3 separate regions of the Sus scrofa genome follow, and regions 2 and 3 are each linked to region 1. Evidence: chromatin contacts called from public HiChIP or PLAC-seq data. All regions are on one chromosome and are shown on one strand. Each heading gives the region's core, a stretch centred on a gene start, on an enhancer-like site or on the middle of the called end of the contact. The rest is flanking DNA. Distances are from core to core; before and after follow the strand shown. Region 1 has its middle 280 kb from the start of MPDZ. Region 2 overlaps NFIB (nuclear factor 1 B-type). Region 3 overlaps NFIB (nuclear factor 1 B-type).

What was found. HiChIP or PLAC-seq counts read pairs in DNA pulled down with a chosen protein or histone mark.
Region 2: an H3K27ac HiChIP or PLAC-seq map of skeletal muscle shows a contact between it and region 1, with 4 times the contacts expected there. The contact joins two enhancer-like sites. A contact is called at or near these places in 2 of 47 Hi-C or Micro-C datasets (retroperitoneal adipose tissue and subcutaneous adipose tissue) and 1 of 2 datasets of contacts at active chromatin or transcription factors (skeletal muscle).
Region 3: a contact with region 1 is called in an H3K27ac HiChIP or PLAC-seq map of skeletal muscle. The contact joins two enhancer-like sites. A contact is called at or near these places in 1 of 47 Hi-C or Micro-C datasets (skeletal muscle) and 1 of 2 datasets of contacts at active chromatin or transcription factors (skeletal muscle).

What each region holds. Positions count from the first base shown.
Region 1 is chr1:208,899,521-208,903,379 of Sscrofa11.1, forward strand. No RefSeq gene overlaps it. Among named protein-coding and RNA genes, the nearest start is that of MPDZ, 280 kb to the right of the region's middle. Within about 2 kb of position 1,846, at least 34 of the 83 cell types and tissues checked have an H3K27ac peak or open chromatin away from gene starts, as enhancers often do. A contact at or near this core is called in skeletal muscle, where this site is marked.
Region 2 is chr1:208,300,297-208,304,155 of Sscrofa11.1, forward strand. All of the region lies in intron 2 of NFIB (nuclear factor 1 B-type), which reads left to right. Among named protein-coding and RNA genes, the nearest start is that of NFIB, 120 kb to the left of the region's middle. Within about 2 kb of position 1,970, at least 17 of the 83 cell types and tissues checked have an H3K27ac peak or open chromatin away from gene starts, as enhancers often do. A contact at or near this core is called in skeletal muscle, where this site is marked.
Region 3 is chr1:208,363,150-208,367,008 of Sscrofa11.1, forward strand. NFIB (nuclear factor 1 B-type) reads left to right here. Exons shown (of 12, transcript XM_021063648.1): 6 at 1,275-1,393. Among named protein-coding and RNA genes, the nearest start is that of NFIB, 180 kb to the left of the region's middle. Within about 2 kb of position 1,797, at least 1 of the 83 cell types and tissues checked has an H3K27ac peak or open chromatin away from gene starts, as enhancers often do. A contact at or near this core is called in skeletal muscle, where this site is marked.

The sequences.
Region 1 (3,859 bases), core at 596-3,095:
GGTGAAGATGAGTGTGACTTATCAAACAGAAAGGTGGCAAGTTGAGCCATCTCCTATTCTAATGACTCCAATACATTATCTCCTCCTGCCTCCATTTAGAATCTTCAACCAAGAAGCACATTGTGTGATTCAAGCTCAAAGTGTTTGAGTGTGTCTGAGACCCAGAGTATAAAACATTTCTCTGTTCCTGTCTTCGACCCCCTTTTCCTACCCCTGACTTACTTGGTTCCACACTGCCAGGGAGCCCTGCAGTATCACACTGAACATTTTGATGTAATCCCACCACTGTTGCTGCAGCTATCTAAGCCAGAGGATTTATTAGTTGTGAACGTTCATTTTTGTTTTTCCTGGTCCAGTGCCAGTAAATAAGTCACCCAAACCGTGGCTGAGTGTCATTTGATAGGAAAAGGCTGGGATCACAAGGAAGCCTTCTGTCTTTCAACCAAAAAAAAAAAAAAAAAGAAAAAGAAAAAAGAAAATTGCTGAGGTAAGCAGTGTCAAGCCCAGCTGCATCAACATGATGGTGGTAAGACAAATGTGAGCTTTCACTGCTGGGTATGGGGCTAGAGGACGACCAGCCTATAAACCCTCTGCAAGCCCAGGAACAGCTGAATTCATGCAAGGAGCAAAGTAGCAAGGGACAGCTTTTTCCACTGCTAGCTCTGAGAAGGAAAATTCTTGGGCCTTCTCCATCTTTCAGCACATAAACAGCTCATCTGATAGAACATACACACACACACACACACACACACACACACACACACTGTTGTTTCGGTACCATTGGAAGAATATGATGAAATGATCCCCTCTGTGAGTTGATGACCTAGGAGCAGGGAGGTCAGAAGTGGGACATGGGTTTGTGAGAGGCCATTAGGAGACCCAGGATGGAAGAAGCAGAGAAGGAGGTTGGAACTTGGGAGGGGACCCCCGCCCCCCTCTCTCTCTGTCTCCCCACCAAGCGCTAGCTCCCTGTGACTGTTGCCTGGGCGATGGCTGGGGGATTATTAGGAATGCTTGGAGCCAGTATCCTTCTTTTGGACCCATGGATGGAGCAGAAGGGGGTGGATGGCTTTTCTCTTTCTGTTTCTTCCTTTCATATTCAGCAGATTAGAGCTGAGGGTTGCTGTGGTGACAACACGGCGGAGGGCTCCGGCACACCTGCACCACAAATGGGAGCCCGCCAACGTGGACTTGAGCTCTCCCGGGGCAGCTTTTTTGCTGTGGGAAACACAACAACAAAAACAACAACAACAGAAAGAGGAAAGGGAGGGAGAGGGAGCTGGAGGAGGGGGAGAGAAAAAGGAAGGGAGGGGAGGACGAAAACACATCAGGAGTTCAGGCCATGGCAGTGTTGCTTTTTAAGAAAAGAAGAAAGGAAGGCACAAGGCTCAGAGATGGCTCCCCAAGGCTCAGAGCCCCTGCCCAAATAGCCCTGTGGGGCTGCTGAGGGATGGCAGGAAGTAGGGAGACATATACCCACATTCTAGAACCACCAGATGCCTCCAGCATGGGGGAACAAAATCCTCAAAACAGGAGAACATGAAAGCTACAACTCTTACCTAAGAGGAGCAGCCTAGAGGGCCTTTGATGACCCAGAACTGAAATAGACTGGCCATTTCTGCCTACTGACTTTCTACTGGAAAGGAGAGCATTAGAATGTGGAAAAAATAACAATATGTGCTTTTTGGCTAAGCTGAGAGAGAGAAGTGAGGAAGGGGGGTGGGGAGACTGATAGGCTCTGAAGTTGAGTTTAGTCTTTTGGAATGTTCTGGCAGGGCTCCAGTTACTGCTAATGAAGAAGTCAGCTCCACACAGTGTCCTGGCCTCACCTCTCCAACACCCTGGGCTCTGCCTTTGGTCTGCCCCTTCCTCATCTGCCTCCTCTTCTTCCTGTCTGGGATGGCCTCCTGCATCATTTTCTCTGTTTCCATTAACAAAACATCACAGCGCATTAGCCTGTCCAAAGCACTCTACAATGACAATATTTACAGAAGGTTAAATAAAATATGTATAGAGTGATTGATAGTGAATACGCAAGAGACCTTTTGAACTTAGAGCATGCTGGGCTTGTTTGTTTTTTAAGCTCCATTTTCCAGGCTGCTTCAGCTATTTTAATATCTCTCAAACAATCCACTTACAGGAAAAGATGATTAGAGGGAAACATTCTTTTCAATTTTTTTTTTTTTCTCTCTTCCAAGCAATGTGATTAGCAGGCAGTGTGCCTTATGTCTTCCACTTTCAGTCTGGCTAAAATCAAGAGCTTTTCTTGGGGAAACTGTGTCATAACAGATGGAGATGAGAAAATGGACTGTTCCTTCAGCACATACACAAAGGACACTGTACTGTTGTCCTTGAATTCTTTACATATCTTCGTGTTGAGTTCAGTTGGAGGAATGTAGTAAGATGCTCTAATCTTGAGTTTAGCTTCTTTTCTTAGAAATATGTGCTCATCTCTTCCTTTAATATAAAATATTTTTCACAAGAAATACAGCTATATATTAGATCAGGGCTTGGCAAAACTTCTTTGTAAAGGGCTGAATATTTTAAGCTTGGTAGTCCATATGAACTCTGTAGCAATAACTTAATTCTGTTATGGACAACATGTAAATGAATGGCATGGATCTATTTCAATAAAACTTTATTTGCAAAAATAGATGGCATGCCCACTTGGTCTGCATGCCATAGTTTGCCAACCCCTACACTAGATGTATCCTCTTCTAGATGTAACCTACTGAGAAGGTTAGAATTCTCCACAAATATCTCTGAAAAATTCCCTATTTCAATACCATTCTTTTCAGTTCCTAATCTACTGATAGTCTGTAACCAAGACAAATAAGCAACAAACTAGTTCAGCTAAATAAAGTATCTAACCTACTCAATTTCCTGATTCCGTTTTTAAAAGTCAAATGGGAATACAATGTAAAAGGATTGTACCTAGTTGAATTTCTACAGTATATGATTGTCTAGTCTTATAATGCCTGATCCTTTAGCATATAAGTGGCCAAGTAGATTACAAAGAGTAGAATTTGCCCTTCTCAGTGGTCGTGGATTTCAAAATCCTACTTGGTGCCCTCTTTTCTATAGAGTCTTGTCTCAAAATGCCTTTTATCACAGAGAGGCAAGCAGTGCATTTAAACATATTTTGTCCACAGGGAACCCTGTGTAAAAGTGTTGGCCAGAACTCCCTGCCAGTTCTCTTTTGAAGGGGAGGATGGTTCTCCAAAGGCTCAAGTATCTTGTAGTGCAACTCATGCTAGACAAGTCAGCAGGTAAGGCGTAACCTGTGCAATTCTACCTTTCTTCTGAAAATTATTTCTTTGCTAAGTATAGATTTTCATGATTACTCTCTGAAATATATTCTTTATTTGTAGGAGTTATACATGAAATGTATGCTATAATTTACACACAGACAGCAAAAGGGATTGCGGATATATGTTGACCTCATTCCAGTGTATGAATTCCAATGTGAATTATAATGTTGAGGACCCATATGTGGTCTTATTCCAGACTAAAGAGCCCATTCTTTGGGAATTACATTGATACCTCATTATGGAGTTTTGAAAATTTGCCTTACTAGAAACTTGGAGAAAGGTTACTTTTGCCCATGGGGATGGAATTTGTCCAGAGAAATTTCTCTACTGTCTATCACTGGGCAATAAATAAGGATTGGGAAAGCTGAATCCCAAGGAGAGTAGTCATGTTCCAGGGCATTCCAACAAGACTTGGGGGTAAGAAGCAATAGGAAAAGATTGGAAGAATGGATTTGAATTTCTTGAGGAGCATGCCAGAAATACCTGGGGTAAGAAACTTGAGGAAACGCTAAGGCTATTTGGTTTAGCCAGTTGGGATTCACATGATT
Region 2 (3,859 bases), core at 720-3,219, 600 kb before region 1:
TTGATCCTTGGCCTCCCTTGGTGGGTTAAGGATATGGCATTGCCGTGAGCTGTGGTGTAAGTCACAGACTCGGCTCGAATCTGACATTGCCATGGCTGTGGCATAGGCTGGCGGCTACAGCCCTGATTCCATCCCTAGGCTGGAAACCTCCATATGCCGCAGGTAAGGCCCTAAAAAGATAAAAAGACAAAAAAAAAAAAAAAAAAAAAAAAAAGAGGTTAGGACTAGAAATAGAGCTTTAGAGTTCCCCTCCAATGGATCACATTTGTAAACATGAAGCTGGTTGAGTTTGTTCAGAGGAACAAAGGAAGACAGGATGGAGGTCCTCTCAGGGGATTGTGAGGACGGATGTGTAGCAGGTCTCCTGATGAGGAGAGAGCCATGAAGATTGGAAGGGAGCCCCAGAAAGACAGACTGAGAACTAGGAAGGATTGGTTTCCCCAAAGGAAAAGGGAGGGAGAATTTTTAAAGGTTGGGGGTACTTAGTGTCCAAAGTCAATTAGGTAGAATCTGGGACGGTCAAGGCAAGTTGTGGCTTATAGAAACAGTAATTTTGGGAGTTCCCATTGTGGTGCAGAGGAAACAAATCTGACTGGTATCCTTAAGGATGCGGATTAGATCCTGGCCTCCCTCAGTGGGTCGGGGATCCTGTGTTGCTGTGAGCTCTGGTGTAGGTCCCAGACACAGCTTGGATCCCAGCTTTGCTGTGGCTGTGGTGTAGGCTGGGAGCTGTAGCTCCGATTTGACTCCTAGCCTGGGAACCTCCATATGCTGTGGGTGTGGCCCTAAAAAGCAAAAAAAAAAAAAAAAAAAAAAAAGTAATTTTGGAATGAGGTCACAACATCTAGACATTTTGACTCTGAAAACTTGATATTAGGCATAAAGACTATATTTGCTCATTTTAAATGGTGGTCAGAGAGTACCAAGTTTTGCTTTTTACCCCTCCGTGTAACTTCAGTGAGAGAGATTCAGTCATACTGCAGTCCTGGGTTGCTTATGGGATGAGTAGTCAGTAGACCTTGAGAAATATCTAGCAGAAAACCATGGTTATGTTTATATGTAATCTTTCTCTTCTAATTCCGAGGGAGATTAGCATTTTTTTCCCATCTAGCTTCACCGCTGGCTACTATATTGAAAGCAACAGAAGCCACTTTGAAATTTTTTGTGAGTTTTGGAGATGGCATGAACAGTCTCATAGAAAATAAAAGGAAATGTGCCCAACCACTGAGCACACCCCTTTAATTGCTCTTACCAAGCCTTCAGACATTCCCCTGGGGGAAAATTATGCTCCCGGCCCCAGGTCCCAGGATTCATCCTGTTAACAGCAGCCATGAGGAGCAATTTATTTGCACAATTCCCCTCTGCTCCCCTTTGCACTGTGTGACTCCACAGTTGAGCAGTAAGAGACCCAAAATTGGTGATATATGCTAGTACACACAGATTATATTAGAAAATATGTTTGCACCAACTAACATGTAAGTAAAAACAATTGCCGACTGCAAACTGGGTGCAGCTCTGAGGTTTCCTGGGATATGCAAAAGAGCTGTGCTAATGCCTTCTTTAAATGCCTGTTGCCTTCGAATGTACCAAGGTCCCTTCTCAGTGTGCACTGTGGACTTCAGAGGTTCCTCTGAATGAAAACAAGAAATGAGCAAGTGGAACGCACGTTTGCTAACAAACATATGCAGCCCTTTCCAAAAGCAAAGCATACTGGACTCCAGGACACCTTTACTTTGTTTTCTCTCCCCAGCCCTTAACCACCCTGCAATGCTGCTTCACCACTTCCTTGAGGAAGCACCAACATGAGTAAATTAAGTTTCCGACAGTAAAGTTGGATCCTATTTAAGCAGATGAGGGTCTGGCGTACATTTGACTTTATCAGGCATTTAAAGTGGAGGATGTGCACTGTAGCCGGCTGTGACTTGCCAATTAGCTGGGCTTTCCCCACTGTTTCTGGTTTGGCAAGGAGGAGGTGGTTCACCCTGCCGCATGCTGCCTGCCAAGGACACATGGCCAGCTCCCGGCTTCCTGTCTTCCTCTTTGTGTCCTGGCCTTGCCTTCCAGGGAGCTGCCAAGACACCGTTGCCAAAAATCTTCCTTTGGAAAGGTCAAGCAACCTCAGGTCACCTATGCCAATATTTTTGTTTTCCTTTCAATCTTCCTGTGCTCAACTTGGAGAAAAATGTACAACTGAACATGCAGAGAGTGGAACCAGGGGTCACTCTGGATCACTTGGATAAAGCAACAGAACCCCAAGAATCCCTTGGCCAGTCAGGGTGTGCTGTTTCTAGTGGAGTTCTATTTAAAGCTCTGTGAAGTGTGATAGAGTTCAGAATGTTTCAATGTGAATTTGGATTCAGTTTGCTTTTGAGGATTGATGATACACGTGATTTTTTTGGCTGAAGCTAGCTCCTGGTGCATCCCATGGCAGGGAGAGAGTAGAAAAATGGAGCTTAGTCTTGGCTAAAGGCCTGCATTTTTGTTTATTTATTTATTTTTTTAGGACTCTATAGTTGCATGCTTTTTTTTTTTTTTTGCTTTTTTTGCTTTTTAGGGCCATACCCGAGGCGTATGGAGGTTCTCAGGCTAGGGGTCGAATTGGAGCTACAGCTTCTGGCCTACACCACAGCCATAGCAATGCAGGAAGTGTCTGCGACCTATACCACAGCTCATGGCAATGCCAGATCCTTAACTCCCTGAGCAAGACCAGGGATCAGACCCTGGGAAGTCTGTTGAAAGGGCCATTCTCAGAGTTCCCATTATGGAGCATCAGGAATGAACCTGACTCATATCCATGAGGTTGTGGGCTCAATCCCTGACCTCACTCAGTGGGTCAAGGATCCAGCATTGTCTTGAGCTGTGGTGTAAGTGGTAGACACAGCTTGGATCCTGCGTTGCTGTGGCTGTGGTGTATGCCAGCAGTTACAGCTCTGATTTGACCCCTAGCCTGGGAACTTACATGCGCTATGGGTGTGGCCATAAAAAGAAAAAGAAAAAAAAAAAAAAAAAAAAAAAAACAGAAAACGTGCACTCTCTTGGCCCTAGCACTGCTGTAAGAAACACAGCCACTGGGGCTGATGGCCAGAAATCTGAATATTTAATAAACATCTCAGATTATTCTGATGCTATCCCAAACTTGTGGACTGAAGGTGCCGCTGATTGTGAAATTGAAAATAAAGCAAGTAGCACTTATTGTCACCAAACACCAAATTATCCCACATATTTCCTTCCATTGATCTTTTGGGAGTCTTAGATCTTATTTTGAATCTTTAGATTGTATGCAAACCGACAACCACAATAAACATTTTCAGAAGATTGGAATAATAATAATACTAATAAAACTAATAGGAAACTTTATCCAAAAAAAGGTCCTTTATGGGAACCCTAAAGTTTAAGATTTTTAAGGTCTTTTCTCATGACATATCGGGCCACTGCAGGTTGTATATGGAACAGCTCTGTGATGTTTCTTAGAGGTGTACAGTGGGAAGGGGCTTAGAGATGCCTTTCATCCGAAAAAAGTTTTATGTCTCTCATTGTTCAAAATAGAAAGCAGTTTTCTTTTTTATTTTAAAAAGATTCCATCAGAGGAATATGGAGCTCTTATGGTGCCTAAAACTCAGCCACCTGCTAATTCTCATGGTTGTTGTCAGTTAATAGAGAAAACATGGTATGTTCTGCCTGGAGGTTCAGGGAAAGTTCTACAGAGCCCCAATATTCTCTTTTGGCTTTTCATGTAAAATTGTCCATAGCATTTCCTTCCTAAGCTCAGTTTAATTTTCCTTTGTACCTTTTTTTTTTTTTAATGATTTTTATTTTTTCCATCATAGCTGGTTTACAGTGTTCTCTCAGTTTTCTACTG
Region 3 (3,859 bases), core at 547-3,046, 540 kb before region 1:
GTTTAATGGGGTATTGGAGGTACATGATAGCAACATATAAAGTATTATGGTATGTGCCATAGAATAGCTTTTTTAATCTCTACTCTAAATATTCATTTTTCTTAATAATTGAGATAAAGCCATGTTTTTTTTTTATTAAAATGTTATTTTAAAAGTATATCATTTGGGGAGTTCCCTTCATGCCTCAGTGATTAACAAATCTGACTAGGAACCATGAGGTTGCGGGTTTGACCCCTGGCCTCACTCAGAGTGAGTTAAGGATCTGGCGTTGCTGTGAGCTGTCGTGTAGGTTGCGTTGTGGCTTGGATCCCACATTGCTGTGGCTCTGGCATAAGCCGGCAGCTGCAGCTCCAATTAGATCCTTAGCCTGGGAACCTCCATATGCCGCACATGGCCCTAGAAAAGACAAAAAGACTAAATAAATAAATAAAAATAAAAGTATACCATTTGGTTTGAATTTGGCAATACCCCATTTTTTTGTGGTTGATCTTAGGAATAAAGGATCAATAACCTAATTTTTTAGGAAAAGCTCAGTAAGAATGTACAAAATAGTTTATAATCAGTAAAGTACCACAAAATGTTTAATATTATTGATAGGTTACTACTAATAATTACTATTTAATAAGTACCTTCTAAATGCCAGCCACTAAATGCACTGCGCTTTATGTTTAAAAACTCATTTAAAAACTCATTTAATCCTCTCAGCCATTCCCCTTTGAACTAGGTTTTATTATTTCCATTTTACAGATGATTTAAACTGAGCTTAGGAAGGCTAAGGAGTTTACTTACCTTTGAATTGATATGAAAGAATTACATTGTTGATGGCAAGATGAGCATGATTAATATTGATAATTATTATGAGGCAGGTAAAATCATAACAATGGTTCTAAAATTAATATACTTATCACATTCAGAATTTATTTTTTACAACTGAAAATACTAGTTTACTTCTGGAAATATATTTCAAAAGGTAAACACAACACCACATTTTAAATCAGCTATACTTCAATTTTTAAAAGGGTAGATATAACAAATGTCATATTTGTTAGGCAGGAACAATTATATTGTGGTATAATAAATGATATGTACAACTAGAAATGTTTACTACTGTTGATGACTTGAATACTTACCATTATTTTATAATGAATCTGAGATACTTTTTCTTGTATTTATGGACATTTCCACAGAAAGAATCTTCTCAAATTATATACTTTCAAATGCCACATATCTTCCCAGAAATCCTATTAATGTTAACTGTCATCATATTTTAACAGCAAAAGACCCAAAACTATATCCATAGATGAAAACATGGAACCAAGTCCTACAGGAGACTTTTATCCCTCTCCGAATTCACCAGCTGCTGGAAGTCGAACATGGCATGAAAGAGATCAAGGTGAGGAGGAAGGAGTTGTCTCTAGGGAAATAGAGTAAAATGTCGATTCATTTCATAAGTTTCATTTAGTCAAAATTTCATGATTGAATTAGTATGGATTATATTTTCTTCATGAGATGATTGCAGTAAAGGTATTTTTAACATAACATTTTAAGGTAACACTAGTCAAAGGTTGTTAAAGTAAAGGTACAAAAATCCCACACTTCTATATGTTTTTTGAACTTTTTTCCTCTGGACAAAATGATCTTTTAGAACCTTCACTTTGTATGTGACTGGTGGTGATCTGTCTACATTAGTTGGTTGGATTGCAGCAGAAGCACTAGTTCAGATTCAGTTAGATCAGTTTGCTGCTCTCTATGGGGTGTTTTAAGAAGGAGCCAAGCTTTAAGCAGTTTGCAAGTGCCAGTTACTGAAAGTTCCCATTTAGAGGAAGCTGTACTTCCTCTTGGAAGTAGGTACAACATCAGCAATAAATAAAAGTGTAATGGGAGACACGTGACATCTGAGTCACTTGAGTTATTCTTTCTAGATAAAATTATCACCTGGTTCTAGGGCAGCTCTGAGGAAAAAATATAACTTGAAGAAATAGGGGTTATGTGGCTCTCTGAATTCATGCTTAGCTCTTTTTCATGCTTAAAGTCTATTGGAGTAAATATATTTCATTGGACATGCTCATGCCTTTTTGCCGTTATTATTAAACATGGAAATAGATTAGCTCACTACAATTTTTATTTATTTTTATTCTTTTTGAAAATCAGCTGGAGAGTTTTGGCTCTGAGACCCCCTCCCCCTCCCCAGTGTCTTCTTCCCACAGTAGACAAAACCTTATTTTAAAACATAATCATGTCAGAGTTCCTCTTGTGGCTCAGCAGGTTAAGAACCTGATTAGTATCTGTGAGGGTGTAGGTTCTAACCCTGGCCTTGCTCAGTGGGTTAAGGATCTGGCATTACCACAAGCTGTGGTGTAGCTCACAGATACGACTCAGATCCGGTGTTGCCATAGCTCTGGCATAGGCCAGAGGCTAGGGCCCCAATTTGACCTTTAGCCCGGGAACTTCCATATGCCACAGGTGCAGCCCTAAAAATAAAAGCAAAAAAATAAAACAGAACAATGTCATATCATTCTCCTGCTTCATTCACTTCCATCTCTACCTAGGAGAAAGTCAGAATTTCCTCATATAATCCATAGACCTTTTTTTGCCCTCTGGCCTCTGACCACTGCCCCAGCCCCAGCAGAAGCTGTCTATTTCCTTCTTGCACTTAAGCCTGCTGCTTTGTTTAGATTTGGAAATGTAACACCCCAAATCTTAATATAAGCCCTAACCTCCAGTGTGTTCCTCTTTTAACTGTTCATCTGGCAAATTCTTGGTCATCTTTCAGGTCACAGTCTAAACTGAGGGATTTCAAGTGAAATAAGGTCTTTCTCTCTTAACACCTAGTATTGTTCCTTCACTGTACTCATAATATGTAGTTCCATATTTGCTTCTGGGATTGTGTAAATCTGTCTGCATTATGAGGGCAGGGACTTTTATCTGTTTTGGCTATGGTATAACAAGAGCCTGGTAACCATGCACGACACTCGATGCATAGTAGGGGCAAACAAATATCTGTTGGATACATGAACCATTGATGGGCAGGACGCCAGTCTCATTAGCAAAGGCAAAAAGTAACAGGAACTTCACCAGACTTGCAGAAGTGAGAATAAAAGCAAAACCCTCAACCCTTTATATTGTATTGAGTGTTTTACTGACATTGTCAGTTTTTTCTAAACAAAGCCATATTTTCACCATTCAAAAATTGTTCTGGGAAAGATTCTAATGATAATAATAATAACATTGTGAATGGGTGGGAATGGATGCGTTGTTCAGAAGTGTAGGTGTTCTTTATTATAGAGAGTGTCACTTTATAAGCATTGATTCCTCTTTCAGCCTATTGAATAAAGCCAATCTCAAATCATATTATAAAACATTTTTGAAAAGTAGAAGGGAAACTGTCATTCTCTCTCTTTGTAGAATCATTGTATTGTCTTGGTGATTTTCTTTTGTCACGACGACTAGAATTATTAGAGAAGTCTGTAAAGGCATATTATATGAAGAATAAGGAAGAGTGATCCAAGCTCAAGTGTGCTTTAAAAAAAAGTCTGACACTTTAATTCTGAAGACCCTGAAAATTTTGTAATGTGCACAAAAAGCCATTGTGGGAAGAAGACTTCAACTACAATGAAAAAAATGAGGGCAGTACAGTACTATCTTTATAAATTTGCTAAGTCAAATGCAGTCTTTTTGTTCTATGAAAATTGCTTTCTTTAAATTTGCAGAATAAAATGCCCCACGGTAGTGCTTGTCCATCTTCAAATGTTCTTTAGACACACTTGTCTGTTGTGAAGGGCATTTTCTAAAGGACATTTGAGTACCCCTGGATATCACAGTGGCCTTAGTATATGTTTGACATTTGTGCTCCCACAAA